2 separate regions of the Xenopus laevis genome follow, and region 1 is linked to region 2. Evidence: chromatin contacts called from public Hi-C data. All regions are on one chromosome and are shown on one strand. Each heading gives the region's core, a stretch centred on a gene start, on an enhancer-like site or on the middle of the called end of the contact. The rest is flanking DNA. Distances are from core to core; before and after follow the strand shown.

Region 1 (3,106 bases), core at 358-2,857, 150 kb before region 2:
TGCATCCCTACTGGAGTACATTGTAATTAGGGATGCACCGAATCCAGGATTCGGTTCGGCGGTTCGGGATTCAGCCAGGATTCTGACTTTTTCCACAGGATTCCGATTCGGCCAAATCCTTCTGCCCGGCCGAACTGAATCAGAATCTTAATTTGCATATGCAAATTAGGATTAGGTTTCGGTATTCTGACGAATCTTTTGCAAAGGATTCGGGGGTTCGGCCAAATCCAAAATAGTGGATTCGGTGCATCGTTAGATGTAAGCGACTAGAATCACTGGTAGGTGCGGTGCCTAACAACTTGCCACCTTTGAGCATTTCTACCTTTCCTCCTCCTTTAATTACTGATACATCAATGTAGGGGGGGCCTCAACAAAGGTTGAACCTCCAAGGGGAGCCTGAACCAGCAACCACTGCCCTAAAATTAGGTCAGGAAATAGGAATACTAAATGGGTAGGATCGTATCTTTTGAAACCTGAAAGCATGCGGAGATTCTTTGTCTAAATGACTTTAACTACCCCACGATTCCACCTCTCTGGCGATTGCAAATAATAGCATATCTCATTATTACTTATGGAGGCCAAAGGTTATTATGAAGAGCTACAGACCCAGAGGGCACAGAGGGTGTATCTATACAAATCCCCTTTCTCCCTTACTCCATCCAAGTGATTACTCAACATCCAGTTTGTTTTACCTATCATGTGCCCTTTCCAATCTGATCAGACCAAGCCAGTTAGAAAGCAGTCTGTTTGGTTATGCCTGCTAGATAATCCGATGCCCACGTCTGGAAACAAAATTGGCATCAGAAGGGATTTTCAGGATACAATCAGTGTTTTATCCATGTTTGTGACATATGGCAGAAGGTGATGGCATTTGCCAATTCCAAGTGTAAAGTTGCAGGTTCCTTGTGCAACTGCTACTGCCTTGGCATAGGTGCAAACATCAAAGGCCAAAAAAGAGAAAATTTGCTCCATCTATTAACCAACAACCAACGAGATACTTGCTTTGGTGACTCTGATTGAGGTGTATTTGCATGAGGCAGAAGCTGAAACTTAATCCTAAAGCTGAAGACGGGCCTTGATTTGTGAGGAAGCCACAAAGGCCCCCGGCCTAGGGAGTTAAGATTTTCGAGGTGGCATGTCGCCCAGCGGCATTCTAAGGATTCTGTACATGCAATTCCCAGTTCTCTGGAGCTATGACCCTGTGGCCTAGGGGAGCCCAAGGCTGAAATCCAGCCCTGGCTGAAAAGACATTATAAACTTCAATATCCCTTTATAAATGTCGCCTTCTTAATCCATTGGGAAGCATCTGCCATTTTTATTTTTCATAAAAATTTGGCCACTAGAGGGCATTGTCTCCCTGGAGTCACACATTTATATATGTGATATAAAGACAATAAGGACCCTGTGCAGAATAACCAATGGCCAAAATACATAGTAAATCTGTGAATAGCTTTACTCAGTCCCATTGTTATTATATGCTCACAGTGTTTTGTTGCTTCCTTCTTTTTGAGTTTTATTTTTTGCTTTCCTTCGGCGGTCATTAGCAAGTATACACGAAGTGCATTGCCCTAGAGTCTCCCAGCACACGGGGGTGTGAATCCATGTCTTGCTTGCTTAGATCCTTTCAGAAACCCATTCCATTCTTTGTCTTCTTTTTTTAGCTTTGTTTGTGTGTGTGTGCGTGTTTGTTTTGGGAATCCTTTTGAGAAGGAAAGACCTAAAAGACTTGTGAAAAAAGTAAGACAATGAGGAACCCCAATTCTCTCAGAGGTTTTTTTAAATGTTGCATGAGTACAAAGTTCCTTTGTAGTTCATGTAAACATTTCTATGGGTCTGTAGCAGGATCAGGTGGGGGGTTATGGTGGGGAAAGTTATGGTTGATGCTCTTGAATGAGCTATGGATAAGTCACAGGTAAGTGTTTTCTCATAGACAAATAGATGAAGTAGGGATGTGCCTTTACAGCAAGTCTCATTCACTGATGCTTTGTCATTGTGAAAGGCTGGTGGCATAGCACTGTCAACTGTTTGTCTGATCAAAGACTCAGTATTTACAGCCACCTAATAGCTCCTGGGGACTGGAGTCTCCATTTCTCATTTACTGATTGTGAACAAGCAATAAACTAATTAGTTAGGGAACCAGTGGCCAAAATACCTGGTGATACTTAAAGTACATAATCAGAGCTGTCTTTATCAGGGTCCAAGCAGAACTGAATGTCCTGGGCCCCACACATAGTGAGTCTCCTCAAAACAGCAACTGTAGTTAGGGGAAATAAAAGCTAAAGAACATACAAAACAGTCACATTTTGCCTATGTAAGCAATATAATAGTCTGTGTGAAGGGAGTGTGGCTGTGGGATAGCAGGTATAGTAGGGAGAGATGGTGCCTATAGTAGCAGTGGATAATAGTCTCTGGGAAGGGAGTGTGACTGTGGGATAGCAGGTATAGTAGGGAGAGATGTGTCTATAGTAACAGTGGGATAATAGTCTCTGGGAAGGGAGTGTGACTGTGGGATAGCAGGTATAGTAGTGAGAGATGGTGCCTATAGTAACAGTGGATAATAGTCTCTGGGAAGGGAGTGTGACTGTGGGATAGCAGGTATAGTAGGGAGAGATGGTGTCTATAGTAACAGTGGATAATAGTCTCTGGGAATAGAGTGTGACTGTGGGATAGCAGGTATAGTAGGGAGAGATGGTGCCTATAGTAACAGTGGGATAATAGTCTCTGGGAAGGGAGTGTGACTGTGGGATAGCAGGTATAGTAGGGAGAGATGGTGTCTATAGTAACAGTGGATAATAGTCTCTGGGAATAGAGTGTGACTGTGGGATAGCAGGTATAGTAGGGAGAGATGGTGCCTATAGTAGCAGTGGATAATAGTCTCTGGGAAGGGAGTGTGACTGTGGGATAGCAGGTATAGTAGGGAGAGATGTGTCTATAGTAACAGTGGGATAATAGTCTCTGGGAATAGAGTGTGACTGTGGGATAGCAGGTATAGTAGGGAGAGATGGTGCCTATAGTAACAGTGGATAATAGTCTCTGGGAAGGGAGTGTGACTGTGGGGTAGCAGGTATAGTAGGGAGAGATGGCGCCCATAGTAATAGTGGATAAT
Region 2 (3,035 bases), core at 195-2,694:
TACACACTTCGGGGGCAATTCATTAACTTCGAGTGAAGGAATAGAAGAAGAAAAACTTCGAATTTCGAAGTGTTTTTTTGGCTACTTCGACCATCAAATGGCCTACTTCGACCTTCGACTTCGAATCGAAGGATTCGAACTAAAATCGTTCGACTATTCGACCATTCGATAGTCGAAGTACTGTCTCTTTAAGAAAAAACTTCGAACCCCTAGTTCGCCACCTAAAAGCTACCAAACCCAATGGTTTTTTTGGTCGAAGGATAATCCTTCGATCGTTGGATTAAAATCCTTCAAATCGTTCGATTCAAAGGATTTAATCGTTCGATCAAACGATTATTCCTTCGATCGTTCGATCGCAGTATTTGCGCAAAATCTTTCAACTTCGATTTTCGAACTCGAAGGATTTTCATTCCCAGTCGTATATCGAGTGTTAATTAACCCTCGATATTCGACCCTTGATGAATTTGCCCCTTCATGTTGTATTTTTTAAAAGCAACAGTATTTTTAATGCTGGAAATTTCAACATTTCTGCAGGCCAGTTTAGAATTTCTTCAAAAGTTGTTAAACAACTCTAACACCCTCCCCCCCAGAGGATGATGGGGACTGTAGTCCAACCCCATCTGCTGGCCCACAGTCTGCTAATCCAAAAAAAGGATCTTCCAGCGAGACAAAGCAAAGCCTAGTACATAGAACAGTGTAGTGAACTAATAACAAGCATGGGAGCTCTTTAAAGGATGACACACAGGCAGGGGTATATCACATTGTTATAAAAGTCTCAGTTACTTCACTTGGACAAAGGACAATAATACCTCTCCCAGTATGAAGTATACATAGATATTTTTTAAATTTTGTCTTTGAAAAACATTTTCCGAATGCAGATTTAAAAGAATAAGACACAGCTGCACATTAAATATATTGTTATACAACACACGTTTTTAGGGCAGAGGCAGACAAGAAGATTTGGGGAGATTCGGCCGGCGACAAATCGCCTCTTCTTCGGGTGACTAATCTCACCAAACTGCCTCCCCGTCGGCTAGAATGTAAATCGTCTGTAAATTTTCTGAAGTCGCTCGAGGTTGCCTCATGAGAAAACTCCGGGTGACTTTAGAAAAACGAATCGCTCCGAGTGCGATCCCGCCTGCGACTTAGATTCTTGCCGGCGGCATGGCACGCGGAGCGCTACGTTTTCCTAAGTCATCCAAAGTTGTCACACGAGGTAACTTCGTAAAACTAAGCGATCCGAGTGCCATCCCGCCGGCGACTTAGATTCTTGTCGGCAGGGAGGCAGTTCGGGAGATTAGTCGCCAGAAGAAGAGGCGATTTGTTGCCGGCGGACTAATCTACCCAAATCTTTTCGTCTGTCTCTGCCCTTACTAGTAACAAGGGAAAAAAAGGGATTAAAGCAGCTAGAAACCAAAGTATGTAACCTGTGAGGATGATGTAATGATAATAGAAAGGGGAGGTCTGTGACTACTATGAAAGGTCTACTTATTGAAAATAGTATGACCTTATCTATGGAGCTGATAAGAGTCCTATAAAAGGCTGGGGATTGGCTTGTATTTACTACAGCCCCGAGGCAATTAGGTAAAAAAAAAAAAAAGCATTGCCTGACAGTCTGTCTCAAGCAACTTTAGTGTTACTGACTCTTTGTGTGTGTGTGAGAGCTCTCAAATTGCAATTTCCAACCCTGGGAAGATGTTGAATACCCTGTCTTGGATTTTGGTTCCCATGATGGTGGCTGTGCTGTATCTCCTGAGAGGGGCGGAAAGTCTGCCACTTTTTGATGCCGGGCCACATGTGCAAAACGGCTGGGGGGAGTCTATCAGAATTCGGCACCTGTATACGGCCAGGAGGTTTGGACACGACAGCTATTACCTCCGCATACATGAGGATGGGAGAGTCGATGGTGACAGACAACAAAGCCTGCACAGTAAGTGTAACATAGAATTTTATACATTTAAAAATAAATCACATACTTTTCTTTGGGGTCAAATGAACATAGTTCCGATTTGTTTCTAGTTAGCCTAATATCCTGAGAAACGTTATTATTTATATAGCATGGACACATTCTACAGTGCTGTACAGAGATTAGACATCAGTCCTTGACCCACTAGGTTAGTTTTATCAGGAGCCTATTAAAGGGGTTGTTCTCCTTTAGGGTAAGGGCAGACGCGAAGATTTGGGGAGATTTAGTCGCCTGGCGACTAATCGCTTCTTCTTCGGGGTGACAATCTCCCAGAACTGCCTTCCCCTACCTTCCCGCCGGCTAGAAGGAAAATCGCCAGCAAGGTGGCACTCGCGGCACTTCGTTTTCCAAAGTTGCCTCACGAGGCAACTCCCCGAATCTGCCCGTGTGCCCTTACCCTTAGATTAACTTTTAGTATGATATAGAGAGTGATATTCATAGACAATATGCAATTGGTTTTCATTTTTTTTATTATTTGTGGCTTTTGAGTTATTTAGCTTTGTATTCAACAGCTCTCCAGTTTGCAATTTCATTAATCTGGGTGCTAGGGTCCAAATTACCCTAGCAACCATGCATCGATTTGAATAAGGGACTGGAAAATGAAGAGGAAAGGCCTGAATAGAAATATGAGTAATAAAAAGTAGCAATAACAATACATTTGCAGCCTTGCAGAGCATTTGTTTTTTAGATGGGGTCAGTGACCCCCATTTCAAAGCTGGAAAGAGTCAGAAGAAAAAGACAAATAACTCAAAAAATATACAAATTAAATAATAAAGACTCATTAAAAAGTTGTTTAGAATTCGCCATTTTATAACATTATTAAAAGAATTGAACCTAAGTCCGCAGCTCTGTGCCAAATCCTAAAGCATTTTTGATTTTTACAAACACAGGTGTACTGGAAATCAGAGCGATAGCAGTTGGAATTGTTGCCATTAAAGGTTATCGAACCTCTCTGTACCTGTGCATGGGGTCCGAGGGAAAACTCTATGCAATGGTAAGTGCTGGTGTGCTTGGTGCTTCTATTTATACAGACATGCATGAATGATAGAAGAACAAAGCATGTGGGAAT

What was found. A called contact is a pair of places that touch in the nucleus more often than the background predicts.
Region 1: a contact with region 2 is called in a Hi-C map of the XTC cell line, with 4 times the contacts expected there. The contact joins the enhancer-like site here to the promoter of fgf19.S in region 2. A contact is called at or near these places in 2 of 4 Hi-C or Micro-C datasets (the XL177 cell line and the XTC cell line).

What each region holds. Positions count from the first base shown.
Region 1 is chr4S:15,057,047-15,060,152 of Xenopus_laevis_v10.1, reverse strand. No RefSeq gene overlaps it. Among protein-coding and RNA genes, the nearest start is that of fgf3.S, 46 kb to the right of the region's middle. Within about 2 kb of position 1,607, at least 2 of the 7 cell types and tissues checked have an H3K27ac peak or open chromatin away from gene starts, as enhancers often do.
Region 2 is chr4S:14,910,159-14,913,193 of Xenopus_laevis_v10.1, reverse strand. fgf19.S (fibroblast growth factor 19) reads left to right here and starts at 1,444. Exons shown (of 3, transcript XM_018259913.2): 1 at 1,444-1,930; 2 at 2,857-2,960. The coding sequence starts at 1,696.